Regions from separate parts of the Mus musculus genome. Here region 2 is linked to region 1. The links are chromatin contacts, called in public HiChIP or PLAC-seq maps. All regions are on one chromosome and are shown on one strand. The core of a region is the stretch at or near the end of the contact, and the rest is flanking DNA. Distances in the headings are between cores, read along the strand shown. Region 1 overlaps Gm34068 (predicted gene, 34068). Region 2 overlaps Mtarc2 (mitochondrial amidoxime reducing component 2).

What was found. HiChIP or PLAC-seq counts read pairs in DNA pulled down with a chosen protein or histone mark.
Region 2: a contact with region 1 is called in a FOXA1 HiChIP or PLAC-seq map of pancreatic cancer cells. The contact joins two enhancer-like sites. A contact is called at or near these places in 3 of 39 promoter capture datasets (hippocampal neurons and liver), 1 of 115 datasets of contacts at active chromatin or transcription factors (pancreatic cancer cells) and 1 of 9 other capture datasets (liver).

Annotation. Positions count from the first base shown.
Region 1 is chr1:183,787,493-183,794,123 of GRCm38.p6, forward strand. All of the region lies in intron 2 of Gm34068 (predicted gene, 34068), which reads left to right. Among named protein-coding and RNA genes, the nearest start is that of Gm34068, 42 kb to the left of the region's middle. Within about 2 kb of position 1,424, at least 19 of the 459 cell types and tissues checked have an H3K27ac peak or open chromatin away from gene starts, as enhancers often do. A contact at or near this core is called in pancreatic cancer cells, where this site is marked.
Region 2 is chr1:184,823,422-184,830,570 of GRCm38.p6, forward strand. The region is part of intron 4 of Mtarc2 (mitochondrial amidoxime reducing component 2); the gene reads right to left. Among named protein-coding and RNA genes, the nearest start is that of Mir1981, 4.5 kb to the left of the region's middle. Within about 2 kb of position 1,875, at least 19 of the 459 cell types and tissues checked have an H3K27ac peak or open chromatin away from gene starts, as enhancers often do. A contact at or near this core is called in pancreatic cancer cells, where this site is marked.

The sequences.
Region 1 (6,631 bases), core at 174-2,673:
GGGAGCTGCTTGCTTCACTAATGTTATTCTTACTGAACACATTTTTGAACTGTTCTGCTGGGCATAGAGTAAACACAATCTTTTGAGTATTCTCCACAATACTAACTCAATTCCACTGCTTGATGGGGGATGTGATTTGGAGGAGTAGCAGGTGATTGTAAGGGCTATATAAGATTGCAGCTAGGTGTCATTTCTTTTTCTTTTGGAATAGCTAGGATCAATTTAGATTCACTCAAATGAAGGAAAGCTAAGGGGACAATTGAACAGCACAACACTGCTTACAAGTCTGGACTCTACTTCATGGGGTTGGATCATCCCAGCAATTGTGCACTAGAGGAAATGTGGAGTGGCAGAGCACCCTCTCCCCAGATACTTCTCTAAAGGGGTTGGCATGCTGATGGGTCATGTCCCTGGTGCAAGAGTCAGTGCATGCTAAGATAGTTAACAAGTAGTGGCGCTCCCTTAATTTCCCTTGGAGCAGGCAGGAAGGTCAAGGATCAAGGTGAGAAACCCTAGTAATCTCATTTGTTTGTTTGTTTGTTTGTTTGTTTGTCTCTCTTGCTATTCCTACCATTGGACCAGTCTTGCTTTGTCCTTGATCCACAACTGTTCTTGAGGAAGTTACTTTGAATTACATCCAGATCTGACAACAGCAGACCAAAGAAACCTTGTTCCATCCAGGTTCATATTAGTGAACAATGAGTTTATTAGAATTACCTACCAGGGTGACTCTGATCTCAGTACTGGTGATGACTCGTGGAAGCTATACCACTGGTATCTTCCATGCAACTTACAGGCAGGGCTACCCCCAAAGCTTCTGATTGTCTTAGCAATTACTTACTGATTTTTGGTAAGGGGCTTTAAGGGTCTTGTGAATTTTGAGTTTCCCAGATCTTGTAAACTTGTGAGTTCCCAGATCCTCTGACCCTTTTCCTCTCTCTAGGAGGGGATGTTTCAACCTATAGAAAATAGGTACATGATATTACTACATGGCATTGACAGAGTCAGCACATCTGGAATAAAGCTTTCAGCTTAAAACAGGAAAGAAGGATGGTGAGGGTCTGTTCTCATCAGGACTTCTGCCTTGACACATGGCCAATCCACCTTACCAGAGTGCTCCTGAATGACTCCAAGGCATAGGCTATGCTTACAGAGTGTTTCTTTGTCAGAAGGCATAGCTTCCTCAGGAAGGCTAAAAAGCTGATGTTTATTCTCCTCCTTACAGCCTTCTGGTCACACCCTCCTTGCTGGTAGTGTTATGTCCTCTACTTAACAGAAGTGGAGATCATCACTTAGAAAGGTAAAGTATCTCACCCCAGATTTTGTTCTGAGGGTTTTCAAGCCAGGGTTAGATTAGGGTCTGCCAACAGTTGTGTACTGAAAATGACTTGCACTTGGGAGTCAACAAATGTCATTGTCTCTTTCCAACCCAGTGCAGAGTGTTGAAATTGTGAAATGAGTCATGATGGGAGTATTCACACCATGGTAATGAACATGAGTCGCAAACCAGAGCTTCTGTACCCACACTGGAGAATTAAACATTAACATAATAACAAAACAGACAAAAACCCAGTTATGTGACTTTAATGTCCACATTCTTTTCATTGTCCCATGTTTCTTTGAAAGGGCTTGAAAGAGTTTGGTTTATACAAATTGGATCATTTGGATTGCATGTATTATTTATAAGACTAGACACTTGTCTTACTGTGGGCTGCATTCTAACACTAACCAGTCAAAAGAGGAAACGCATAGTACAGAACACTCTTTTGTAATCAGGCTCTACTTGACATTCTCTCTCTCTCTCTCTCTCTCTCTCTCTCTGTATATATATATATATATATATATATATATATATATATATATATATATATCCTACAGAAGTAAAGAGGGAGCATGTCTGGATGATTGAATATTCCCAATTCACACTGCGTTAATGTAGGGCTTTGGGCATCAATTTTACATGCATAGAGCAAAAGAACCCATCCATGCACAGTCATGGAGTCTAGAGAGATACCATGAGGTCAATTTTTGAATCAAGTCACTACTTACAAGTCTCAGTGCAAGTTCTTTAACTTTTCTATGCTTCAGTTTCTACATCTGTCATACAATTGTATTATCCTTGAAGTAAAGAATAGGAAGAGATGGTAAATATATTAAAGACATGTAACTTTGCAGTTTTATTAACAACACAGTAAATACTCAGCGAACAGTGGCTTTTAAATGTGGATTTGTAACAACCTAAACCCACCTGTGCCTGAAAACTACATGCTAATATATCCTGGTATTTAATAACATATTTATTTATCTCACTGAACCATATCTGAATTCTAGGACAATGTGACATTTGTGCTGGGTATAGTAAGAAGGGAAAAGAAGGAAATTCTGAAGCTCAGTTCAAATTGCAATAGTCGGCCAGGCTTATGCATAGTCCTTGAGTTTTCACCTTCATTTCTCCCCTCTCTAAAGTAGAACTAAGTAATATCATTTAGCTTATATATTGCCAGACTTAACTGTGACTTCTAGGAACATGCTTGAAATGTATCTTTATAGATAACTCAGTTTTTATCATGGCTAAAAACATCAGCAGATATTTTATTACTGCTGGGATGGAGTTTTAGAAGTCTGAAGTTTTGATCTACACACTCTAGAGATAAACATATTTTTTTTTAAGTCAACTGGGCTGGGAGGAGAGTGTTAAATATTGAAGTTGGGAAGAATCTAAGGAAGCCTTCCTGACCTGAGGAAGAGATGGTTGGAGGCTAGCAGACTCACTCCAAAAGAAACAAAAGAGAATGCTGATAAGGGGTTATATTATAAAACAAGGGAAGAAAAGCAACTTGAACCCATGGAATCTAGACAGGGGCCAAGTGATGTAAGAATACCCAATTATTTGTTACTATTGATTCACATTTTAGGTGATGTGGTAGGAATTGCCTTTACTGTCTGTGCTTTGTGCTTCTTAGAAGACCTGATGCTGAAGGAACGTGGGGGTGATTTGGTATGATCAGGATAACTAAAAGCAAAGTTTGCACAGAGAGCCAAACAGCGTAACAAAGCTCCCCTTCGTGCTGATTTTCATGTGGAAAAAATGCATCTATTTATAATTTAATAAAGATGCCTCCAAGGGCAAACAATGTACAGCCAATTTTTCTGCTTCTTTGAAGAATTTCCCATATGCTAAGAGTCTTTGAAATTAGACAGAGAAGCTTGCATCATGACTAATTTGGTTGCAAGTTTCCGCCTATTCCTGTTAAGCAGGCTACTCTTTTCTGTGACCTCTCTGTGACCCAAGCCAGTGGCAGACTTATTTGGATTTTTACTCGATGCTGTCAATTAGAGAGATGTGGCTGACCTTTGTCCTTTCTCTTAGTGTCATTGAACCCCCCTTTTCGAAAGTCAGTGATATCACTGAAAGGTTGAATTGGAGGGTAGAAGGCCAGAGTTTGGTAACATCTAAAACTGTCTTCTGGGCAGTTCTCTTTTCCAGTGATATGTATCTTATCATGGTCAAGATGCTGTTGATTAGCTCAGTGGTTGACTCCCCTCAGGTTTGGATGAGATACTGAGATACATGACATTCCCATGACAAGAACATGAGCACAGACATTTCATTTCATGGCTCCCCAATTCTAGCCTCAGAGAAGAACCTTACGTGGTTCTTTCTAGGTCCTCCTCCTCCTCTTCCTCTTCCTTTTCCTCCTCCTCTTCCTCTTCTTCTTTTTTAATCTTGAGATCAAGTACTAACTTATTTCGTAGGAAAAATGTAGTCCTTATCTTCATTTCTCTGAGTTAGACCAGGGCATTTTAGACCTTTTGTATGTATAACACTTTTTTTTTTTTGTGCCTGAGAAATTTTTGTGTGACCTTGGGTAGCAAAATATTAAGTCTTTGCTTTCCACAATTAAACAATTATTTTTCTATAATAGCAGAAATTTCTATAGTTAAAGTAAAACCACTGCAATTCATAACAAGTAATAGTCTAGAATTGGAGCCAGTGTGTTTTGGGGAGAATTTGTGGCTTGATGGCCATCCTATGTGTAGGCATGTGATGCTCTCAAGGAAGGCTACAGGGAAATCGCATAGCAAAAGAGTGAGCCCATTAGAAACAACTCAGGCTTATTGATTTTTAATTAAGTTTTGTTTTTTATTCTTTCAGGAGTAACTGTTGTCTTTTTCTCAAGCTCCACATTCATTTAAGCAACCAAGTACAGAGTTGCAATGCTGCAAGGAGGTTTTCAGTCCTCAGCCATAGATGGGACATCTGTGTCACCCTCACCCCCAACCCCTGCAAGGGAAAGAATATAAGATCCAACTAGGGAAGAGAGGCATAAAGTTCTATCTTCTAGATATGACACAGCTATTGTTCATATGAATTCACCACCTATGTGTTTACCTGCACAATGTCTGCATGAGACCAAGCCTATCGAGATTCTAGTGTGAATGGGGGAGGGGCTTATGAGGCCCTACCCTCAGCTGGAGAGCTAGTTGCAGTTGATGGCTACTTGTGGGAGCGGGAGTCACTTTCCTATGGGAGTGTGGCCACTGGTAGGTGGTTCATGCCTCTCATCTGTAGACATATAGACACTACTAACTAGATTCAGTGGGTCATAAAAAAACAAAGCCAAACCAGCATATGAACTTGGGAGGGAGATGTGTTGGAGGGATGTGGGAGAGAAGTTGGCAGGGGGAGGGTGTATGAAATCTTCAAAAAGTAAATTAAAACTCGATTAAATGTATTCTGGAGGGTTAGATTAATTATATTTTTCTTATTCCCCCAATTGAAGCTATTCAACTTGCTTCCTATCCCTAATATTTTTGCTCAAATTCTGTTTCTGAACAATGAAGTATTGTACATTCTAAGACCTCTGTATCTTGCATTGTAAACAGGGCATTTTGTGCCAAGGGACATGTTGCATAGTTTTGCTGTTTCCATGCAAACCAATGGTAAAACTTTTGGCTTGAGTGAAAGAGCTTATTGTCCAGTGCTCTGATGGAGCCCCGTGACTCTTAATTTTCAGTGCTTGGTGTCTTCCTCGTGTTTCCTTACAGGGGAATAAGCAGCACCTTCCCTTGATGGGAAGGCGTCGCTGATGGGAACGTGTGCCCACACTGATCACAGCTCTGCATTCAGGTTCCCCTTGGACCCAATAAGATCCTGGGCAGAGTGACATTGACTAAGCTATTTCCTAATTCATGTGTCACAGAGCCCTTGTGCATGTGACGCTGGGTGATGCTACTCGCCTGCACTTAGATGCAGTGAGAAATCCAGCTGTCCAGAGGTGTATCCTGGGGTGTGTCATTCTCCTTGGCCATACATAGTACATGGTAGGATGCATGCACCTCTGAGACCCTCTGCCAATGTGGAGAGGCAGTGCTGCTGTTCAGGTCCAGTGCTGACATGTGAAAAGGGGCAGGCTACCAAGAAGCTTTGTGTTCCAGTCCACCAGAAATGCATAGTATCAAACTTTGTAGCCTTTAGAACTGAGAAAAGAGCCTGGTGCTAGTACAAGCCACTCGTGGTACTTTGTTGCAGTCTTTCTGCAAGCTTAGGAAGGCTTCTTTTTTGCCACATTTTTCATTTATTGATATTTTTTATATGAAGAAAATAATAGTCATTATAGACCGGTTAGGCTAATATGTAATTATCTATATTTACTACTCTTCTTTTATTGCTTGTGTGTGTGCTCATGTGTGTGCACATATGTGTGCATGGGTGTGTATGCATGTGTGCATGTGTGTTTATGTGTGTGCACATGTGTGTGTGTGCATGAGTATGCATGCATTCATGTGTGTGCTTGTTTGTGTACATTTGTATGCACAGATATGTATGCATATATGCATGTATGTTTGTGTGTGTGTTCATGTGTGTGCATGGGTATATATGCGCATGTGTGTGTGTGTGTGTGTGTGTGTGCTCGCATGTTTGTTTATGTGCTTGTATGTGCATGTGGAGGCTAGAGGGCAGCCTTGGCTGTCATTCCTCAGGTTATATCCATCTAGTTCTTTGAGACCAGGTCTCTCACTGGTCTATAACTTGCTAGGCTGGTGGCCAGCAAGTCCTAGGGATGTGTTTGCCTCCGCCTTCCCAGTGTTGAGATTACAAACACTCCACTTGCTTTTATTAGTATTATTTTTTTTAATGTAGGTTCTGGGGATTGAATGGCGGTCCTTGTGCTTGTAGGCAGACACTTTACTGACTGAGCCAACTCCCTTCCTTATCATATTACTTAAAGATAATGTCACGCTAATTTTAATCTTTATTTACCCAGTCTTCTTTTTTATTTACAAATGTACAGGGGATTTATTTTTTCTTTAAATCTGAGAGGCCGCACTTCTGAGCAGGTGGAAGGTTAGAAAAGCAAAGCATATGGACCCAGTCCTTTTCCATTCACTCAGATGGAATTCATGACACTTTGAAGCCTTTGCTTAAACCAGGCATGGCCATCCAGCAGAGAGGCCCTCCTGTTTGCAAGGAGCAGATGCTGGCAGATGTCTAGTGAGCTCAGCACTCGGCTGCAGCTTCTGTTCCACCCCCACGGTGCCCAGGAGATAAGATAAAATTGTTAGTACGTGAGATTTGTGACAGCCTCTGGGCTCCAGGACTTCCCATGTCTTTATCATCAGGTCTGTT
Region 2 (7,149 bases), core at 625-3,124, 1.0 Mb after region 1:
ATATCCTACAGGTGCCTAAGTATCTTCAATCAGGGGTTGAATGCCAACACACTGAATGGGACAAGGAGCAGCAGGCTGTGAGAGTGTGACAAGACAGAGAATACGTGACCAAGCAGAGGGAGGGAGGGAGGGAGGGAGGGAGGGAGGGAGGAAGGGAGGGAGGGAGGGAGGGAGAGAGAGAGAGAGAGAGAGAGAGAGAGAGAGAGAGATCAGCTTCGGTGAGTTTGCAGATCCCTCAGCCCCAGATCCTGTCTCTAACCTGGAAACAGATTCATGTATCAGCATGATCTCCTGCATCCACTTTGTCACGTGTCTGCACGTGACATCATCCAGATGTCAGAGGATCCTGTCTTGGTGTCTTTACAGCACCTTAAGGTCTGTAGCTATACATTTAATATCACACAGTCACATGCTTACATAGAGCTACATAAAGATTATGGTCCCTCTTATTAATTAAAAAGTGATTTAGGAGCTTGGCAGGATGCCCCACGACTGTAATTCCAGACCTTGGGGGATATGGGCACAGATCTGGGAATTCCATGACTCGGGTTATCCCCACAGCCTAGGCTACAGCCTAGGTCCATCTCTTGAAGGTTTGTGACTGATCTACTGAGACCCACTGATAATCCGTACACTCCTTTGTCTGGGCCTCTAGGAGAAATGGGGCATTTGAAGATGCCTACAATCAGATGCAAACAATGGTCCTTAGAAACTGACGTCAACCAGGTGAGGCTTCTAAATAGATGCCCAGAGACATATACGAGGAAGAACTGACCCCTGGTTAGCTGGTGGCTTTGACTCCCTCAGGGCCTGAGAGGGACTTAAGTTTCTAAGGAGGGCAGAGCAAAGGCAGGAAGGAGCACCACCTAGTCTCCCTTCTGCAACTGGCTATGACATCATGATCCACTCTGCATTCAAAGGCAAACTAGCTCCTCCCTTGGGTCTATAGGCATTATTGAGCAAAGCACAATTAGTATCCCAGTACAAACTGGGTCTTCAAAACCAGACACCTCCCACCCAATGTGACCACAGCAACAGTACAGAGGTCTCCACAGATGCCCTGGGTCCCCAGTTACCCTCCAAGAAACTGCTTCTGGTGGAAATAAACACGATGTTCCAAGCAATCCGTTGGCCCAGGAACTACGTAAGCTTTGTAAAAGCCAAGGTCACACCATGTGACAAACGGTGTTCAAACAGTGGAACACCAAAGACAGCACGTGGCAAACCTCCCGCTGGAGGGTGACCAGTACAGCGCCTGTCTGAAAGGCAAAGGGCCCAGGACTGTAAGCGGGCAGGGGTTCTACGCTCCTTTCACCACACGAGGGCGCTGCAGCCACAAGCATGTGAGCCAAAGACAGCTTGGCACCAAGGCTCGCCAACTCCCAATTCCCTTACTCCAAGTGACAATGAGTTCAACATTCCAAGCTATTTGTCTGTGGAATTCTGCACTATGGCTTTCACAGAAAGCCAGCGACCTTGACATGTTCAGTTAGGGTTTTAGCTCAACTAGGTCAAATGTTCCATAGGTCAAGTGCAGGGCTCCTTAGCAGTTTATCTGGCTTCCTACAATCTGTCCTTAACGCCTCCAAATTCTAGCTCTGACTGCGTCCTGTTAATGACTTTATTAGGCACCCATCCTCATCTGATCATTGTTCACATTTTGGTTCAAAAACGCTGATTTGAAAAACGACCACGTTTAAGCTTAAACGCAATGGTTAATTTAGTTTCTAAAGGAAAAAAGTGGGTTTTAAATAACTCAAAATTAAATTCACCATGGAGGAGTTTAATATTCACTAGACATATCAACGCAAAGAAACGCACTATCCAGCAGGATTCCAGGGGCTCCACAAACCAGGAAACCGTTAGAAAAGTCTAGTGCGCCCCCTGCTGGTTTAAAAACCAAGCTGCACTCTTACAAAATCGAGCCCCTAGTCAGAGCGAGGAGGAATTTGAGTGGGAAGAGAGAAAAGGGAAGAGAAATGGTCAAGGAAAAAAGGGGGGTGGGAGACGGGAATGATACTCTGTGTTATGGGCTCCACTCTGTGCAATGACACTGAGAATGTTTTTATTGTTACTATTTTTTAACAGTGTGCCGGTGTTCTGCATGTGTTTATGTGCACGCAGTGCGTGAGGAAGCCCAAAGACAGAATTGCATCCTCAAGCTCTGGGGCTGTAGAGATCTGTGAGCCACCATGCAGGTGCTGGGAACCAGATGTGGGTCCTCTGCAAGAGCAGCCAGTGCGCTAACTGCGGAGCCACCTCTCCAGCCAGCCCATCCTGGGGATTTTCTGTCAGGCTGTGCACGCTTTGTAAATAGGAAAACTAAGACTACACCAGGCTTTCCACCTGATGCAAGACCCTGAGAAAAAGATGACGGAAGAGCTGGGGGCAAGGAGGGGGGTGAATCACACACAAACAGCGTGAGACAGTCATCACAATCCATACAAGTATTTGTTTTAAATGTAGGAAAGTTAAACTAGACCTAATATAGAGAGAGCGTCTTTTGTTGGGGGGGGGGGGTGTTTAGTGCACTGTGTATTCAAATGCTGACTTCTGTACCCAGAGATCTGGTGGCAGTCAGAACTTTGCTACTGTCATTAAAGTATCACCTGATTCAGTATTTTGTAAAACATTATACTCCATCACCATCTGATTGGTTAAAATAAAGAACTGAACAGCCAATAGCTGGGCAAGAGAGGAAAGATGGGACTTCCAAGCCCAGAGAGATTATAACCCAGATGGAGAGGGTCTCCGGTGGGGACCAGGGAAGTTGGCCATCGGGACACAGATGAAGAGAAAAGTGCTGGATAAGACCAAGATGGCAGGTAATGGGCCACGTGGGGGAAGTAGGCTAGGCCTGCACTGTCTGGTTAGAATAGCTCAGAATCTGCCTAGCTATAGTGCCCGAAGCTGTTAACAAATATAAAGGTCTCTGTGTCCCTCGTCAGAGCAGAGGGCACAGAAAAACCCTTACTTTTACTCTCTTGTTCACTTCTTACCTCTCTATAAGCAGACACGTTTATATCCACAGCTAGGACTATATATACATCTCACCATATAAAATATATTATACCTATACATGATCATAATACATAGATTCATTGGCCAGAGAGAAAGCATACATCACGTGACAATGGAAGCCAGCGTGGGGTCTTACCTACCAGCGGTTGGTATTTAAGAACACCACAGAGACCAGGGGAACATCAGAGAGAGAAGCAATACCAGCTGGGCTGAGCTTGTACCTGTGCTGGGGACGGACCATGAGGCCCACCTGTGACCCAGTTCAGGTTCTCCAGGGTACAGGCAGGGAGGGTGCTCCACCGTGGAATTACCCACCCAGCCGGGATACGGCACGTCAAAATTACATCCATAAAATAAAAGACATAACTCTTATCTGCAAAAGTGTCTTTAATGGACCATTCTAAAAGCTCCCTGTGTCCCTGGTTTCTGACTCTGTGGAACTGTATAAATAAACACATACAGATTTTAAAGAAGTCCTTGAAGCCAGTGGACAAGCATGGCCATCAGAGACAAAGGTCTAGAAATGAGGATTTGCCCCAGCGCTACCTTCTCCCTGTTAGAATGGGCAGGGCTGCTGCGGTCAAGGTCGCCCCAGCACTGAGTGGTGGGGCCGGGACTCAGCACAGCTGCCTGGCTTTAGGAAAGCCTCCCACCCGAGTGCTTACCAGGGCTGACCCTGCTACTGGCACTGAGGCTGGACCTCAGTAGATAGAATCCAGGATGCGTCCAGCCGGGGTTTGCTTACCAGAACCTCACAAAAGGCGTGCCTGCAATCCTGAACACTACCGGGTTAGCCTCAGCTCCGCGGGGAGTCTGAAGCTCAACAAACAAAACACAGCCCCTCCCTCGTGACAGAGAACGCGCTGAGCCCCATCCCACGTGACAGGGGACGCACTGAGATTCTTCCACAGTTGTCTCCCCCAGCTCTTGGAAAACAAGTAGAGGGAGGACTTACATAAGGAAGGCGCCCTATTAAAACATCTCACGCTCAGCTCAGGACAGTGAGCAAAGTCCAGGGAACACGGAGCACCTCGCTTGCCAGCAGCAGAGATAAGCATCAAACACCGGCCTTGTTTTAAAACCTCATCACAGTGTTGCAGAAATCTAACGCGCCGCACTGGCCCAAGCCTTTTAAGACTGGCTTCATCCTCTAACTCCCCACGGGGAAAGTCCACGACACTCGGCACCACAAGCTGCAAATGTCCCACAATGCACCCGTCCTCTACTGCCCCACATTCACAATAAACGATGCCCGGACTTCTGCATCATGCTAAGGCTTGATGTTTTTATTAGTTGAGGATTAAATATGTATGTGTTATATGTATGCATTAATAATTGAAAGGGTTTTGACGGCAGGAGGCAGACGGGTCAGCGGATCTATGCCTTCATCCTGGGCTTCCTCGCTTAACGTGGACTAAATCAGCAATGGCTCACTGTTTCACAGTAATGAGTTTGTTAAAAAGATGCATGGCTATAGAATTTTCTAGAAAAATAAGAACGTCATATCTTATTTAGTATTTCTGGAAGCCCATCACAACCCAGAAATGTAACAGCTAAATGGCTTTCTTTAAAAAAAAGAATTTTTTAAAAAGACTACACAGCCAAATGTCGCCAGAAAAGGGCTATGCTTATTTTAGCCTTAGTTTAAGTTTGACAAGTTACTGAAAAGCAAGAATGCTACAGCCAGTAGACATGACATCATCTTCTCTTCTTCCCTTAGCTCACGGTCCTAAAGCAAAATCAGTACCAAAACAATGTCTTAGGAGACAAATAAAAAATATTTTATTTTCTACCTTAGTTAGCATTTACTGTCACCTTGACATAGGTCCTAAAGCAAAATTAGTACCAAAACAATGTCTTAGGAGACAAATAAAAAATATTTTATTTTCTACCTTAGTTAGCATTTACTGTCACCTTGACATAGCCTTGAGTCTCAATTGAGAGACTGTAAAAATCAGATTGGCCTGTAGACACACCTGTGGAGGACTGTCTTGTTAGCAACTGAGGTAGGAGGGCCCAGCCCACTGTGGGAAGCACCATTCCCTAGACAGGTAGACCTGGGCTATACAAGGTTAACAGAGCATAAGCCAGAAAGTGAGCAAGCCAGCCAGCAGCGTTTCTCCCTGCTTCCTGTTTCAAGTTCTTACTGAGTTCCTGCCTTGACCCCTCTCAAAGAGGGACCGTCACTTGAAAGTGTGACCCTTTCCTGCTCCCAGGTGCTTTCAGTCAGGGGTTTTTATTACAGCAAGAGAGACTAAACTGGAACACTGCTTGAAGTAAAACTCCCCCCCCAAAAAACAACAGGCAAATTTCAAGGGACCAACAGTAGAACTTTTACTTCACGAGATAATTTCTAGGTCAGTTTAGTCAACTTTAGTCATAAAGGGGAGTCTATTTCAGCAGTCCTGGGACTTGAACCTGAGGCCTGCTGTGTGTCAGGTAAGTGTTCTTGCTGCTTGAGCTGCCTCCCCAGACCTCTTTTCATTTTTAATTTTCTCTAATTTATTTCTCTAATTTCTCTTATTTATTTTTATTTTATGAGTATGTGTGAGTGACTGTCTGTATGAATGTGTGTCATATTCATGCCTGGTGCCTAGAGAGGCCAGAATTGGGGTTCAGGGAGGCTCAGAGGCACCGTGTGAGAACTGAGAACCAAACTCAGCTGCTTCGCTATAGCAACAAGTACTCTTAGCCCAAGAGCCATTTCTCCAGGCCCTCATTTTAAATTCTGAGTCAGGGTCTCACACTTCAGCCTAGGTAGGCCTGGAACTCACTCTGTAGACCAGGCTGACCTTGAACTTGAGGGCCCCTGCCTCCCTCCCAAGGGACAGGCCTGTGCTACCAGGCCCAGCTAATAATGTGCGTTCCTAACACGGAGTGCCAGACTCCTCAATATTTAACAAGTGTTTTAAGAATCACTCCTTCATCATAAACACTCGAACAGGCAATGGGGAATCTCAGGCAGGGAGAACACGCAGGGGGGCCAGGAATCAAATGTAACTTCAGGCTCAGGCCCCTTTTGCATCAGACCTTTCAAAGACCTGCACACAATTTTGGTCTTGTTTTTCTTAAAGTGTCCCCGCCACAGACACACACACACACTGTAGATACCTTGGGTCCCATCTAACCTAGGTTTAACCTTTCGAGAAAGAGAGGGCTGACCGGCTAGGTAGACTGGGGTTCCTCTCCAGTAACCCCTCTTTCTTCTTCCCTCCATCCCCTCCTCCTGTGGCTTTCCAGGCTCCTCTGACTAGAGAGTGGCTTGTGAGGCCTGTGAGCCATTGTCAGCACAGCTGTGGAACCATCTGGCTGCTGCTGTGGGTTTCAGGTAAGACCTGCTGATGCTTTGAGAAGAGACCCCCCCCTGATGATCCTTCCTCCTGCCGACTGCCCTGCCAGGTGCTCTCCCGAGCAGGGAGACAGGTTACCGCACATTCTAGCACTTAGTGCAACACTGCAGTCATTCACTACATCTCTGTTGCATGGATGCCAGTCACAACAGCTTCCCTGTTCAGACACTACCTCAATAGCCACGCCCTAAAAGTCAAATTCCTGGGACAGTGGCCTGGAGCCGACTCCCCATCCAGCCGCCTCCAGTGCCCTTGGGACTCTGAAATACTCCAGGAGGCCCCTTTGCTCCATCGACCCATGCTTCTACAGCTTCTGACTGCCTGCTTTCTCAACCCACACACAGTACAAGCCAGGGCACAGAGGCATAGCATTGCATCTTGGGAGCCAAATCGAACACGCCCCCGCCCCCACTCCCAAGCCTCCCTTCTCCAGGCAGACTTAGCAAACCTATTTTCAACAGTTACAGTTTCGTCAGCACACTCCAGAATCACCTGGAAGGAGTCTCAATGGCAGTGGTCTAGCCTGGCCTCCAGGCGGGTCTGAGGGGCTGTCTTCATTGCTTTAACTGACATGGGAAGATCCAGCCCACCGTGGGCGGCACCATTCCTAGGTCTGAGGCCCTGGACTGCGTAAGCTGTCTGTGTGAGCTAGCTGAACACAAGCACACGCGCACACACTCTCTGCTACCGACTGTGCACATGACTATTAAATTTCTTTGATTCCTCCTCATATTTGTTAAATTAAAAAACCTGGTCATCTGTTCTGGGTTAGGCACTG